Regions from separate parts of the Triticum aestivum genome. Here region 2 is linked to region 1. A link is a contact called in public Hi-C data. All regions are on one chromosome and are shown on one strand. Each heading gives the region's core, a stretch centred on a gene start, on an enhancer-like site or on the middle of the called end of the contact. The rest is flanking DNA. Distances are from core to core; before and after follow the strand shown.

The links. A called contact is a pair of places that touch in the nucleus more often than the background predicts.
Region 2: a Hi-C map of leaf shows a contact between it and region 1, with 3 times the contacts expected there. The contact joins the enhancer-like site here to the promoter of LOC123072099 in region 1. A contact is called at or near these places in 2 of 5 Hi-C or Micro-C datasets (both in leaf).

Annotation. Positions count from the first base shown.
Region 1 is chr3B:738,687,907-738,695,736 of IWGSC CS RefSeq v2.1, reverse strand. LOC123072099 reads left to right here and starts at 4,385. Exons shown (of 4, transcript XM_044495657.1): 1 at 4,385-4,499; 2 at 4,591-4,894; 3 at 7,545-7,626; 4 at 7,720-7,830. The coding sequence starts at 4,733.
Region 2 is chr3B:739,147,636-739,155,465 of IWGSC CS RefSeq v2.1, reverse strand. No RefSeq gene overlaps it. Among protein-coding and RNA genes, the nearest start is that of LOC123066255, 260 kb to the right of the region's middle. Within about 2 kb of position 2,700, at least 8 of the 8 cell types and tissues checked have an H3K27ac peak or open chromatin away from gene starts, as enhancers often do. A contact at or near this core is called in leaf, where this site is marked.

The DNA of each region.
Region 1 (7,830 bases), core at 3,136-5,635:
GGAACATAAAAGGTAGATGAATGGTTGGAAGCTGATTTGATGTTTGTGAGATCTGCTGATGTTGCGTTGGTGCCTAAGATAAGTTACAATCACAAACCAATAAAGAGGCCTGGGAATGTTTCCTGTATTAGGTCATCCAGAATACCTTTACCGATGCTTCTATCATGATTATAATATGGCAAGTCTCTGTATCAAGAAATGGGATTTGCAAAACTACAGGCAAGTGAATGACGTCTTGTGATACCACCCTTACCCAATTGCTTAAGCAGTTTAAACATCGGCATATAGGATTTGCTTTGTTCGATTATTGTAATAGGACTAATCAAATACAGTTGACCAAATACAGTCGATCTTTTGGATGGGCCAAATTTTGCTTTCTTGCTGCTGCCATTTGCTTCAATTGTAAGCCTTTTTTGGTACTTGATGAATGTCTTCTCTTTAAGCAATTTATGCCATGCTTATAGCACCACGGCAATATTAACATTCAAGTGCATCCATTGGTTTCTAAATGAAACGCTTACCCTTAAACACTGTAATTTTTATCGAATTCCAGGTTGCTTGTTTTCTTTTGCTCAATTTCAGCCTTGTACTTTGGTCCATTCAAAGGAAAAGATAGGCTAGAATAAGTACTGTATTTTATGGTCCTTTTGTGCAAGGTACGCCATCAAATTAGATACTATGTTGATCTAGTGATCTAAATATCCTTTTGTCAACAAGACTTTATCGCGTTCACTGCACTGCTTGCTACTAGATGCTACTAGCCGGTTTCGAGTTGGGGATATCTCCGCTCTGATCTGGTGTGGATGGACAACGATGTCTATGTGTGTGAGATCTGCTGATGGACAGACCCAGTGCATAGAAGCTCCCACACAAGGAGGCTGGTTCGAACCCAGGACCTCTTGGCACAAGTGGGGAGGACTTCACCACTGCGCTAGGCCTGCCCTCGGCGTCCAGAATATTGTTGTCAATAATTCTATTATGTTTTGAATAATATGGTTCTTAGGGCCATGCATGGAAAGTTGGAAACACAGCAGCAGAAGCTTAGGCAATTCTAATGAATCAACCCTTTCCTGTTGTTTCATTTTTAACTGACCGATTGCCTCTGTTTTTCTTAACTCGATATTTTGACTGTCAACGTGGTTGTTTGTTCACCTTTTCCTTCATTGTACCATCCTTTTGCTATGGGTCTGTCTTCTCCCCACTGTTTTTACCAACGGTAGACAAGAACTGACGCGGTAAAACATGGAGCTTGGTTTTTTTTTATGACAAACACAAAATATGCAACATGAAACATTCTTTGATATACTGTAACTTGGACCACCCTGGAAACAGCATATGACATGGCATCTTAACTAGAGCTGATTTTTTGTTTTGTTTTAAGCTACACAGCCTCTGTAAAACTTTGCTTTGTCGTGCCATTTAACTGTCCTTTCCATTTTTACTGCTACTGATAGATGCTACTAACAGGTTCCTAGTTGGGGATATCTTTTCTCTGATCCTGCTGTTCTTCTGGTTGCTTCTTGTTTAGAGTTCTTTGAACGGGGAACCCCATCGGTTACACTACTAATTAATTTTTTTACTGTGATGGAACGTAAAGGTAGATGAATGGTTGGAAGCTGATCTGATGTTTGTGAGATCTGCTGATGTTGCGTTGGTGCCTAAGAAAGCAAAGTTACAATCACAAACCAATAAAGAGGGAATGCTCTCTATGTATGAGGTCATCTAGAATATCTCTACCAGTGCTTCTATCATGATTATAATATGGCAAGTCTCCGTATCAAGAAGTGAGATTTGCAAAACTATAGACAATTGAATGACGTCTTGTGATGCCCCCCTTACGCAGTTGCTTAAGCAGTTTAAGCATCATCATATAGGATTTGCTATGCTCGATTATCATACTAGTACCAATCAAATTCAGCTGACCTTTGGGATGAGCCAAATATTGCTTTCTTGCTGCTGCCATTTGCATTACTTGTAAGCCTGGTTTGGTACGTGATGATTATCTTTACTTCAAGCAATTTCTGTTCATGCTTATATCATTAATGTGATATTTACCCTTGCAGTACAACCATCGGCATCTAACTGAATAACTAAACCGTAAACACTGGGATTTTACCCAATTCCAGTGTGCTTGTTTTCTTTTGCTTGGTTTCAGCCTTGTACCTTGGTCCATCCAAAGGAAATGATAGGCTAGGATAAGCTGTATTTTGTGGTCCTTTCGTGGAACGTACGTGCTTAAATTAGATACCATGGTGATCTAAATGTCCTTTTGTCAACAAGACTTTATGGCGTTCACTGCATTGTTCTCATTGGAAGTACGCAACTAGTTTCCAATACGTCCAAATACACTCCCCTGATTTTTAACTTGGTAGTATCGGAATAAGTTTTGGCCAGTCATGATCTATGTGTTTTTCTTGTGCTTAAAATACAGCTAGTTTCAAGTATTCTTAGACACAAGCCGGAAGTTTCCTGCCCTGCAACTTGCTTGGGAAATAGTTAAGAATGACAGAGACAGACGAATTCATGGTGTTCTGGTTATTTTCATGTGCTCAGATTCAACTGTTTTTAAGTGTTTGTATCGCACATGCAATAGACGAATTTATGGTGTTCTGGTTATTTTCATGTGGTCAGATTCAACTGTTTTTAAGTGTTTGTATCGCACATGCACCTCTGAAAGCTTCCTAGTTTCCAGCTAGCTTAAAAAGCACTTAAGAATGACAAAGATGTGTAGATTCATGATGCAGTGAGAGGCGTGAAGCATTCTGTTGCACACTTGTAATAACAACCGAGTTTACAGGTCAGTTGCTTCATCTACCATCCTCATGTCGATATCACAGCCTAAAAATATGGCGAAAGTGTCACTTGGGAAAGCTACACATTGTGTGGTAAGGCTCAAAGTGGAAATTATTGTTGTCCTAACTGATGTTGAAACTTGAAAGTGCAATCTTGGTCACTAGCGTGCTCAGGAAGGGGAGGTAGGTGAGACGAAGAATGTGAAGAATGTTAGAAACACCCCTTGGTTTTTACGTGAAGCACTCTTGCGCATTTCTGAACTTCCCCTGTGCACTTTGACTTGTTTCATACTCCCTCCATCTAGATACATCCGTTTGAGCGACAAGTAGTTCCGGACGGAGGTAGTACGGTTTTAAGACTGTCGGTTTTCAAACCTATTAGTTAGTCCGTTTCTAGGCATCCTTTTATCATTATGAATGTTCCTTTGTATATGTCAACACTCAGATGCTATAAGCTATCAAGAATGAGTTGTGGTAGCTCTATTTGTTCGAATTTCAAGCTGTATAGTTGAGATTTGTCTCTCAAAGCTGTATTTTGCCGTTTAGCACAACAACCTAATTAAGAGGACTTATTTGTCGATTCAAGCAATACTAATACTACTCTTTCGGTGTGGGTGGGCATTGAATGCATGCGAGTGATGATCTTGTTTTTCTCTTGCTCTAGTTCCGGAGTTTGAGAGGATGATAGTTCCTCTTTGCCTACTCATTTGAAAAACGCGTGGTTTGATCTCTTATTCGGTTCCTTTTTCATGTGCAAGTTTAAGGATGTGATAGTAGTCCATAGTAAACGACATTGGAGATACCTAGGGGGCAGTATACCTAAAGAGCACTTTGGTTCTTTCTTTTATATTACTGATGAAACATTTTGTTTCTTTTGACCGAGGGATTATCTTGTTCTTTTTCTTGCTCTAGTTCTGTGGTTTGAGGGAGCGACAGCTCCTCTCTGCCCACTCAAATATTCGTGTAGTTTGATCTTTGTTAATCAGAACCTTTTTCCTATGCAAGTTTAAGGATGTGGCTGTATAACCAGTTCATGCTAAACGACATTTGAGATACCTAGGGGGTGTAGCATACCTAATGAGCACTTTGATTCTTTCTTTTATATACTACTGAAAACATTTTGTTTCTTTTGACCGGCTCCTTCTGATCTACAATGCCCGCCCTACGGATTGCATTTTTTATCTCCACGCTGCAAGGTGCCAACGAGCAAGTTCTCTGCCGTGTATCATTGTACAAATACAATATTCTAATGGGAATATAAAGAACCGTACATGATCTATGGACGTCTCTTTACTGCATATTGTGCTGTTGAACTGTCATCATTATATTTCACCTTCCATTTTGACCATTTTACTCCTTACCGAAACATAAAATTGTGACTTTTTTTACCTGCCTTGCTTGTTGTTAACACCTCCGGACTGGAGAGCACTGCAAGTAACCTCTCTGCCATGGTGGCTTGTTTGTTTCTACATATATATGGCTGACAAATGGTTAAAAGTGCAGAAGGAATCCAATACGAAGTGGAAAGTGGGGCCACCTCCACAGAATTGGAGATCCCACCAGCAAACTGTCATTATATCCCAGTCACCCAATGGGACTGGCTGTCTTTGCAAATGATTTGCCATCAGACAAGTAGAATACCATTTGATGGTGTCACTTTTGTGATTGCTGGTGTTCACCTTCCATTCCCCGCCTAATTTTATCCAGGTAGGATTAAAATAAATACTTGGATTTCCTGTGAGCGGTCTCCGGCCCTAAGCTGTTGGTTGTTCCTCTTCCTCTCTGTTCTCTTCCCCAGGACCGACTAGTATAAAAGAGGAGGGTGCTTTTCTACTCTCCTTCAGACGACAAGGCATAGCTACGAGAAAGAAAGTCTTGTTGGAGAGGGAGGGAGAGGAAGCTCCGACCCACCCAAACCCAAAGGGGTGCGAAGAGGCAGCATGGAGCGTGCAGGGGAAGAAGATGACACAGGGAGTGGAAGCAGGAGGAGGAGCAGGAGCAGGGGTGGATCAGATGCAACGTCGACCATGAGCGACGGCGGCACCACGGCGGTCAAGCAGCACCAGGCTCTGAGGCTCGTGGAGGACCTCTCCCTCCCTTCGGTATGATCTCCCTCCCTCTCCCCCTCTCTCAAGCTTGATCACAGCCATGGAATCTCTAGCGGCTCTGCTATCCCAGCTCCGATCATAGTCTGGTCATGTTTTCTTCAAGTTTGTTCTTCTCTCTTTTTTCTCTCCTTCTCCGGTGTCAAAAGGAGCATGTCAAATGTGTCAGTCTCACAGATCATCAGTAGTTTCCTCCTATATTGCCTGCTTCTTTTCCTGATTCCTTTGCTCTTCCCCATGAGGAAATGGAGTCGTTGTGAGTGGCATGCACATTGGAATCAATCTCTTGGTTCCACTCCCATTTGTCAATATGCACTAGCTACCCTAGCCCTCCTTGGATGCCCACTATTCTATATAGTACCCGTGTCCTGCATTCAGTCCTCCCATATTGTGTGTTCCCCGTCCCCTGTCTGCAGCCCCATTGAAGTGTGTGAGTGAGTGACTGTTTATCTACTCCTTGGATACTCACGGTCCCCCTCTCATTTCCAATCACCTTTTGCCGCTAAACTTTTTATACATCATCATAAAGGTAGAAAGAGAGAGGAGGCACTGCATCAATCAACCCATCAATTCCACATTTTACTTTGTTTTGTTTAACCCGCACTGCACCACCGCTAGAAGCAGAAACACAAGTGGTGAGATCAGAATGATCTCACCTTGTTCCTCCAACTCAGAAAGGGACAAATGAACAGCCACCTGCATCCGCACGGAGCTGCAGTGAGAGTCTGACGGTCTCATACGGACACGTCGCTACGCGTGCGTCAAGCAACTGTAGTGAGTAGCTAGCAACACTGCAATGAGCAATCAAGGTGTCGGTTGTGCCTCCATTAGAGAGACCCCCTCTTGCTCTTGGAATCGCAGAGGTGTAGCTGAAATTGCCATAGGAAAACCGGTGGCCATGGACGCCATGTGTGCTTGCTTGCTGCTGCCATTAGGTTAGGTATGTGATTCCTAAGCTAAGATTAAGACTGGATTTTTGATGTGTCTTTCTTGGATCTTGACCTAACATCACGTGCGTCCATTAGAGAGCCGTTAACCGGGAACAAGTCACGGTCACATCACTGTAGCAGGCTCGATCAGCAAACAGATTCTTTCCCATTAATACAAGGTACTACCGGTCAAACAAATGCCTCTTCCCCTCTCGATCTGGCTCAGAACATCCCCCTGCCTCTGCCTTGCCTCTGGCTCATTACCTTCCGTAGATTCCTTCCTGCTCCGTATTTTCCCGGTCAAATACGGCACATGCTATGCAGAATGAGGCTCCCTTTGACCTGCAGACACAAATATCTTCATGTATGCGGGGCTTAAATAATGGAAACGCATCTATTCACTCGTCCGTTCCTATCACAAACATGCTAGTACCTTGCTAAGCATCTTTGAATGCATTTTTTATATATACGCGTGTGCACGCGTTGCTGACGTTGAGCCATGCAAATTTTAACTCACTCTGCGGATCTGAATGAAACATTGCCGTCCCCACAATTTGGTTGATCCGGTCAGTCAAACAAAAGCATTTCACCGTCAGCTGGCTAGCCAGCCAGCCAGGGTGCACAGTTTTGACCCAACACCCCTGCACATGTGGCTGCATAGAACATATACATACAGGAGAAGAAACAGTATTTTAATTAGAGTACAAATGCTTGACATGTGGGTGAAGTACTCCTTAGGTGAAAATACAGAATAAAACGATCCCTATCCACGATCGATATAAGACTGTTAAGAGCTCTTAATTGATTATTAGGTTGGATGGCAATGTGCCTGTTTAACAATAACACATGGGGATGGGGACGGCGTATATACATACACTGCATGTATAATAAAGACACACCTATACATGTAGTCATGGATGTAGACATGCATATGTTCTCTATGTCTCTAGCTAGCATGCTTCTAGCTAGTTTAAGATGTTCTTCTGGTGAAAAATGAAACCGTTAAGATGTTTGTGTCATCTTTGCGTTTTTATTATTACGGCCGGCACCCGACATTAAGGTACGAGATGCACCACTGGGCCACATGCGTCTGCCCTCGCTCTACCATGCTCTATGCATGTAAGGTTGTCCTTGATCGCTGGAGGTATCATACGTATCACAAGCGCCGCACGTGATGAGTATACAACAAGCAGCAGCAGCAGCAGCTTAAATTAACTTATCAGACCATGCCATGGAAACGAACAACTGCTCCTGGCTAGTACTTGCAGCAGTGCATGTGGTGACCAGAACGAGGGACAGAATTTTTCAAGTGGCAAGTGGTCAAGATAGAATGGTTAGGTGAGAGGGACGCATACATGGATTGCAATTAGCACGTAGCTCTAATATTCTTTAACTATAGAGTGGGCCAGGTTGCCAGTTGCCGCTACCACCACTCAAGTACTAGTAGCTAACCATCCACAATTAACCACCGTCCGTATAGCTAATAATCAAGTCAAGGCCTAACCAAGACTTAAAAATTCAGCTAGTACGTAGTACATCGATCAGTGGCTTAGCTGCAGAATGTGTTGACATATACTAGCTGGTTGCCGGTCCCTTTGCTTAATTGCGTAGAAGCGATGCAAACATATTGGTGCCGAGTTGATGATGCTTAATTAGCCAGTGCGGATGTTGATGGCGGAAGTTTAATGGGATTCTGAATACGTCTGCAACGGATGCAGGTGCAGGTGGTGGTGATGAGCGCCAACATGGGCTGCTCCCACTGCCGACAGCGGGTCACCAAGGTCGTCACCAAGATGAACGGTGAGGATCCAACTGACATCTCATTTTAATCACTGATGTTCGCTGCGATATCGTGCTGATGTGTTATCGGTGTGTATTGATCTCGTCTAGCAGGGCTGCTGGATTACATGGTGGATTTCGGGAAGAAGGAGGTGACGGTGAGGGGCACCGTAATTCACACCAAGAAGAAGAAGAGGAAGAAGCAGCAGCAGTACATGATCACTG
Region 2 (7,830 bases), core at 1,451-3,950, 460 kb before region 1:
CGGACGTTTAGGGCCAGATTTGCAAGTGTGGGTATAGTAGGACCTACACAGGCCACGGTAGAAACCAGAACAACAGAACTCGCGAGAATTGCCGAGAAACCACGGGCGCACAGCACCAGCATTTCATTTCACACAAGGCAGAGGGGGGAGACAAAGCACGCCCTAAAATGGATAGGCACCCGTTGATGGCGGGACACGGCTTGCCACTTCCAAGCCCGGAAACGAATAGAGCGAGCCTTCCTCGCGAACGCAGCAGCACCCGTACCGGTGGCGGTAGGTACGTGCCGGCATTATGGTGTACGCCCGTACGTACGCAGCAGCAGCAGTACCCTCTGTACGCTGCGTATCTAGCAGCACAGCGATAGCGGAGCGAACCGGCGGGCCCGGATCTCCAGTGACCCGGCGAATAGACAAGGCGCACATGGAGACAGCACCGAGGGGCGAGGGTGGGAGGGAGCTGAGACACACCAACACGGGAGATTAGAAAGGCGGCAATGATACGATCACCCAGCAGCGCTTTGCCCTAATTAGTTTACTGTCAGCGACTAATCAAATGGCGCCCGCGTAGATTAGTGGCACCACTTGCGGCAAATCAAAAGCGGGGGGCAGCCAGCTGAGCTCGCGTGCGGAGACAGCACCAACACATTAGAGAAAGAGAAAGAGGGAAACTAACGGCGCCGTCAGGCGGATGGGGCAATAATTGCCGCGCGAGCAGTGGTAGCAGAGCTGTTCAGACGGAGACGGCGACGGGCGGGGCGGCGAGGGGCGCCGGCTGTCGCGGCAGCGGACGGCACCGCGCGGGGTGTCCCCGCTCCCATCGCCGTGGGGGCGCTAAACTAATCCGCCCACTAGCTAACCCTCCATTAGCCATCATAGTGGTCCCCGGCGTCGGCATCTCCACTCGGATTAGTTCCCATTAGTTTAATTAACCCGGGATTTAAGTATTCCGTGGCTGCGTGGGTTTGGCCGGGGGAGCTGGCTGTGACGTGCTCCGCGTCCACACACACACACAAGAGAGAACGAGAAAGAAAGGGTCCGCTGTCTCCTGCGTTGCATCCTCGGACAGGCATAGAGCGGTCATCATTGCAATTTCGCGTTACCGGGGCATTTGAGACCGGCAGCCAGAGGCAGAGGCAGCGCAGAGATAACGATATTTAATTGTTCTTTAGCTTATCTCCCGACGTGAAGACCTAACCTGCCCCTGCTGCATCCAAGGAATCCTACCACTATTTTAATCCCCTCACTGACTGATTACTATTTTATTTAGTGCAGTTACCTAATTGGTTACTAATCGACGAGCTTTTTTCGGAGAAGAAGTAATCGGTTACTTGTGGTGTGGCGACGGTGGTGGATTTACTTTTACTTTTACACGCGGGCTCCGTCTCTTTGACTTGTCTCCTGTAGCCGGCCCGACACGGCCACACGGCGAGCTACGCTGTCTATCTTTAGGCTAGCCAAGGCACGACGACGCGGCCTCTGCATCGTCGTCCTGCTCCTCCAGGCCGCCAGCTCGCCTGATGGGCATGCTCTGAGGTCGACACGTGTGAACGAGGAGGTCCGAGAACAAGTGGGCTGTAATAACCGTTAACCCAAACGAGGGAAGAATAAAAGACGCAGTTGGAGCTAGTCATATCTGTGGTCTAACGATGACAGAATTAGTATATGCTGTGCTAATTTCTTGTTGGATTATGTTGGCACTACCTCATCCTGCTTTATCAATGCTTAATTAGGACGTGGCAGGCGGTTCAGACGAGAGCCCAAACCCAGCTATCAAACTCAGCCCCTGTTAGTTTATGCACCACTTTTGTATGTAGTTTAATTGAATGAAGCAAGTAAATAACTAGGCGCACCGTGCTACGTGTCGTGTGGGTGTGCTATTACTATTTCTGTATGCGGTAAACTAATCGGAGCTATGTTTGTACTTAGTGGACTAATTGGAGTATGCTTTTTCAAAAAAGAAAAAGAAATTGCACTAATGATCCATATACGTATGTTCTGATGGCGTGCGCGTTGGCCGCCGACCCGAGCGCGCATGGCGACATTTCGCCGGTCTCCTCTTCAATTTAAACAACAAGTAGTGTGTAGTACTATGCCAGCAACAGTGACGTCCGTCCCGAAGAATTATAATCTCCCACATCGTTTTCCTGGCTAAATTAAGAAATGGACGTCCATAGCCAAAATAACAACAGTGGACGTCCTCGATGACCCACTAGTTCGGAGATGCTGAATTTTCCTCCGGGCGTTTCGGCCCAAGAGAATTTTCGGGTGAAAATAGCATAGCGTGGTAATTTCACGCGTTTCCTACATTGGGATGGCGATCGTCTCGTCTTGGTTTGCTGGTGCCAAGTGTAGTCATGCCGTGTTACTGCGTCGCATGCCTTGGATAGATGGATAGATCGACGGCTAGATAGCCACTAGGCCTAGTTGAAAATTGGAGACTGCGATTTATGGAAGTTCTTTTTTTCTGCTACGGGGGTGGTTCGTGCGAGGCCCCCAGGAAATTCCCGTGTCCGGAAGTAGGTGCGCCTAGGAGGAATCAGACCGCCACAATCTGCTATGAAAAGGGGAATCAGATCGCCATCAGCGTGATAGGAATCGGCGTGGGCCGATACGCGCGCGGGCAGCATAGTGGGATAGGACTCCCAACCGACGTTGACCCGGCCCAAGACCAACCAGGCACGGCGATCCGCCTCCGTCCGTCCGCCCGTCCCGTCGGAGGACGGCCACCACCACCGTGCAGGCGGGCGGGCGGGCAGGAGGGGCACAGTCCCGCATCGCCGTCCCCACCCCTGCTGCTGTGGGGGCAGAGAAAGAAAGGGCGCTGCGTCGGCCCACCGGCCACGAGACCCACGCTGACACACCAGCACAGCCCTTGATGATTCCCGCCCGGCCGTCAGGTTCCATCAGAGGCTCAGGCTGAGTCGACGAGTCGCCTCGATGCCCGTCCATCGTCGTACGGTCCGAACAGGCCCTACCCGCCGCGCTGCTGCGCCCCCGTCGGCGTGCGCCGGTGCGGTGCATGCATCCGATGAGGCCGCCCCGACCCCGAGATGCGCGCCCGATCTGGGCCGTCCGCCCTCCTCCGTCCGTAGGCGCCCAGGGCCTCGGCTCGTGGGCCGTACAGGCCGTAGCCTGGTGCGGTAGGCAAGCCAACCGATGCGAGCGAGCCTCGAGGAGTCACGGGCGCGCGTTCCTGGCCTGGCCCGCCCTGCTTGCTTTGCCTAGCGCGCCACGCCTCGCTCTGCCCGGCCCCCTCGTGCCCGCCTGACCCATTTACTTCCCTCTCAGGAACACATGTGGGCCCGACGCATCAGGATACCCGGTAAAAAGAAATCGTCAGTTTACGGCCCAGTAGAATTTTCAACGATTCTCCATGGTCGCATCATGGATGATTGACCGCTCGGAACGTGCAAGGTGGCAGCTCCATCGCCGGTGTGCTGCGTGCTGGTAAACCGGCCGCCGCCGCCGGAGCTGCGAGGCTGGGGGTTCGCCGTCGCCGGCACATTTTCTGCTGCCACATATGGCGTGGCGTGCTGCACGGTTGAGGGGAGAAAAAAAGAACTATTTACCCTTGAATTCTGCCGTGCTCTTAACCATGTTCCACCTACTGAATTGTCCAAGTCTTTTCCGTTCCTTCACCGCCGAGCCCTGTATCTGTATGCGAGTACACGTCTTTGCTGTTCTGCTGCCTGCATGACAAGCAATGGAGGGAGGGAGAGTTTTGGAGACCACAGAAAACATCTCTTTTCAGCGGCCACATGCAGCCCCCCGCCCCTGCACTGCACTGCGCTGCAACACACCATGCATCATCATGCTGCCTGTGCCTGCCTGCCCGCCCTCCTCTGTTGCTGCAAAGCAGGTGCGCAGCTGCAGTGTAGCAAGCGCGCGATTGAGCCATTGAAGTTAGGTGACAATGAGTCAATGAAGGCCCTCTGAGATGCGTGGACAAGTTATTATTACCACACAAACAATCACCCACAGGTTTCAGTCTGAAGAGAAAGGAAGTAGCGTTACTCGTAGCAGGCAAGGAGCCAACGGAGCACAGACACGCAGAAGCAACGCATACAGTTTTCTTCGTCGATCTCACATGGAAGGCAGTCAAAGAGAGGGGTACAACTACTACCGCCACCACTATTTGCACACCGTGCCGTTCATTATTATTCTGCGCTGTTAACCTGTTAGGGCATGTCTAAGGCCTGTTAGGGCATGTCTAAGGCCAACTCCAGTGCACGACCCCAAATCGTCCGGGGCTGTCCGTTTGGGGGTAAACGCACATGCGGGACGTCCCAGCGTGCGATCCCATCCGTAAAAAACGTCCATTTTTGGTCCGTCTCGCCTCATCTAGGGCGCAAAGTTGGTCTGGTTTTGCGTCTGAAACGGACACGAGCGGATGCTCTCTGCGTCCTCCTCGTCCGGCCGTGTCCTCTTGCATGTGACCCTGGCCCGCCTGTCATGGGCACAAAAGCGGCCCACGCACCCACCCATCCATCCCTCTCCCTGTCCTCCTTTTTACTCACTGGCCCACCACGCACACACACCACCACGAGGCAGCCGCGGGCGCCGAGGAGCACGCGGCGCTGTGGCGCTCCCGCCGGCCGGCCTCGCCTTGCACGGTCGTTGCACGTGGCGGCGGGCGAGCGAGGGAGCATGCAGCGTTGCACGACTATTGCAAGGAAGAGCAGGTGTGGTGGCGGGGAGCAGGCTGCGGGATGGCCACGGCGAGCAAGGGCGCGCGGGCGTGGCGCTGCTGCAGGCAGCGGGGCAGCATGCGCGCGAGCGGCTGGCGGCGCTGATAACCCACAAGTATAGGGGATTGCAACTGTTTTCGAGAGTAGAGTATTCAACCCAAATTTATAGATTCGACACAAGGGGAGCCAAAAAATATTTGAAGTTATTAGCAGCCGAGTGTCAATTCAACCACACCTGGATATTAACTATCTGCAGCAAAGTGATTAATAGCACAGTAATATGATAGTTTTGATGATAGCAGCAGTAGCAATAGTAATGGTAACAGTGATAGCAATGATATTGTAGCAGTAACGATAGTAGTGGCAGTACTAACTTAGCAAAAACAATATAAGGTAAATTCGTAGGCATTGGATCGGTAATTCGTTGGATGATATTCATCATGAGACAATTATAACCTAGGGCGATACGGCACTAGCTCCAGTTCATAAATATTATGTAGGCATGTGTTCCGTAAATAGTCATACGTGCTTATGGAAAGAACTTGCATGACATCTTTTGTCCTACCCTTCCGTGGCAGCGGGGTCCTATTGAAAACGAAAGGATATTAAAGCTTCCTTTTAATAGAGAACTGGAACAAAGCATTAGCACACAGTGAATACATGAACTCCTCAAATTACGGTCGTTGTCAGATCATAACACGTAGTAGGTGACTATAACTTGCAAGATCGGATTTAGAACATGGATATAAAGGTGATAACATAAACGATTCAGATATGAAATCATGGCACCCGGGCCCAAAGTGACAAGCATTTAGCATGACAAAGTCATAGCAACATCAATCTCAGAACATAGTGGATACTAGGGATCAGACCCTAACAAAACTTACTCGATTACATGATGAATTTTATCCAACTCCTTACCGACTAGTGAGCATAAGAATGAATTACTCACTCCTGGTGGGGATCATCATGAAATTGGCGATAGAGATGTGTTAGTGATGACGAAGATCGAAGATCCCCCTCTTCGGAGCCCCAAACGGACTCAAGATCTGGCCTCCCGATGAAGAACAAGATACGGCGGCGGCTCCATCTCGTGAAACGCGATAATTCGTTCTCCTCCATTTTTTTTTCTAGAAATATGTGATTTTATCGCGTCGGTTTCAGGGTCAGTGGGGCACGAGGTGGGCAGCACCCATCTTGGGCGTGCCCGGGGGGCGGGGGGGGGGGGGGGGCAGACGCGCCCTGGTGGGTTGTGCCCACCCAAGTGCCCCTCTCAGGTATCTCTTGGCTCCAGAAATTCTCTTTATTGATACAAAAAATCCTTGCAAAGTTTCCTTCCATTCCGAGAACTTTTATCTCTACACAAAAATAACACCATGGTAGTTCCGCTGAAAACAGCGTCGGTCCGGGTTAGTTTCATGCAAATCATACAAATTAGAGTCCAAAACAAAAAAAACATTAGGAGAAGTAAATACGTTGGAGACGTATCAGTGCGCGGCGGGGCGGCGCGCGGCTTTGCAGCGCATGAGCGTGATGTTGCTACGGGCAGCAGGGAGGCATGCGCGCGAGCGGCTAGCGGCGCGCGGCGGGGCGACATGCAGCTTTGCAGTGCGCGGCGAGCGGCGGGGCGTGGCGAGCAGGCGCTGCGTGTGTGCGAGCAGGCGCGGCGAGCGCGGGCGGACGCGCGACCACAACTGCAGGCGGCCGCGAGCTTTCGTTTGCTAGCAGGCGCACGCGTGCTGCTTGTGCTAGCTAGCTAACGGGTGTGCTAGCTAGCTTAGCTAGCCAGCCGCCGTCCTTTACACGCTGCTGCATGCGCTGCAGCTTCGCCGCGCGGGCGAGCGCACCGGCAAGGCATGGTTGGCGAGTGCGTGGGCTACGGCACGGGCGGGGCGAGGCTCAGGCGGGTGCTGCAAGGAGCGGCGACGGCTGCTGACTGGCGCAGGCGCAATGGCAAGACTAGAGGAGGGTGCGGGTGGGTGGTGTCGAGCGAGTGCGAGCGGCCATGGCGGTCGCGGCATGGCGACAAGATGCCAAGGCGGGCGCGGATGCAGCAGACGTTTTGGGATGCTCCGCCGTGTTGGGCGCCTCCAACAGAAGTCGGACACGCATGTCCATTTTGGCCCTCATTGCCACCCCAAACGAATGAAATCTGGATAAAAAGGACGTCCGTTTGGGGTCGTGCGCTGGAGTTGGCCTAACATCGTTCATCAAAACGGACACGCAAATCATTCGCGGACAGGTGGAGATCTGCAGCGCGGCCTCCTCCGACTGCTATTCCTCCATCATGACCGCTTTAAAGTGTGTCTGCGCCATGGTGAAGCCCGTAACCGGCGCGAGGTGGGGCATGGGCTCTATCTCATTGTTGGCCGCCTTCTCCATCATTTAAAATTCTCATCCTCCGGCGAGCTCGGAGGCAAACCGACATTTATGCATTCCTCGCGCCGGGCAAGCAAGTCATGGACGATACTCATCATCTCATGCCGGCGGCGCGATGAGAGTCGTTTCCACCACTCTTTGCCGCTTGCACTCATTGCCTTGGCAGTTGCGGGCGACGGACAAATTGAATTTGTACACCGACGACCATGAACGGTTGAGTTAGGGAAGCAGATGTGGTGTGGTTTGTGTCGTCCTTTATATATCGGGCTATGGCCAGGCCAAGTGCAGTTCGGCATGCGACCGCTCGGAATGGGTTTCTTGGCCGCGCCTATGCAACACTGGGCGGGAGGCTTCAATGAGTGGGAATCAGTCATGTTACCCCGTTTTGGTCGTGTTCACTCTGAGCCGACATTAATGTGGGCGCAGAGAGCGAATGCACATCAAAACAGGTGTCTTGATCGCCACACCATAGTGAAAGTCGCGTCGTTCAGCCAACATGTGCGAGTGACCGGCCCCGTTCGCTCTGGACCGACATGAATGCAACGCAGAGTAAAGAGTGGCGGCTGGAGTGGGAAAGGAAAAATGGTTTTGTGTGGTCCATGTGGTCACGCGCGTATGTGGTGGAGGTCAGGACGCCCCTAAATCTCCTCCATGTTTCCTTTGTGGGAATTCGAACATCTGGACCAGTCCATAGACGTTTGAACGTTGAAGGATGACGTTGGATGGGTCAAATTGTCCCAACTGCATGGTCCAGGCATTTACG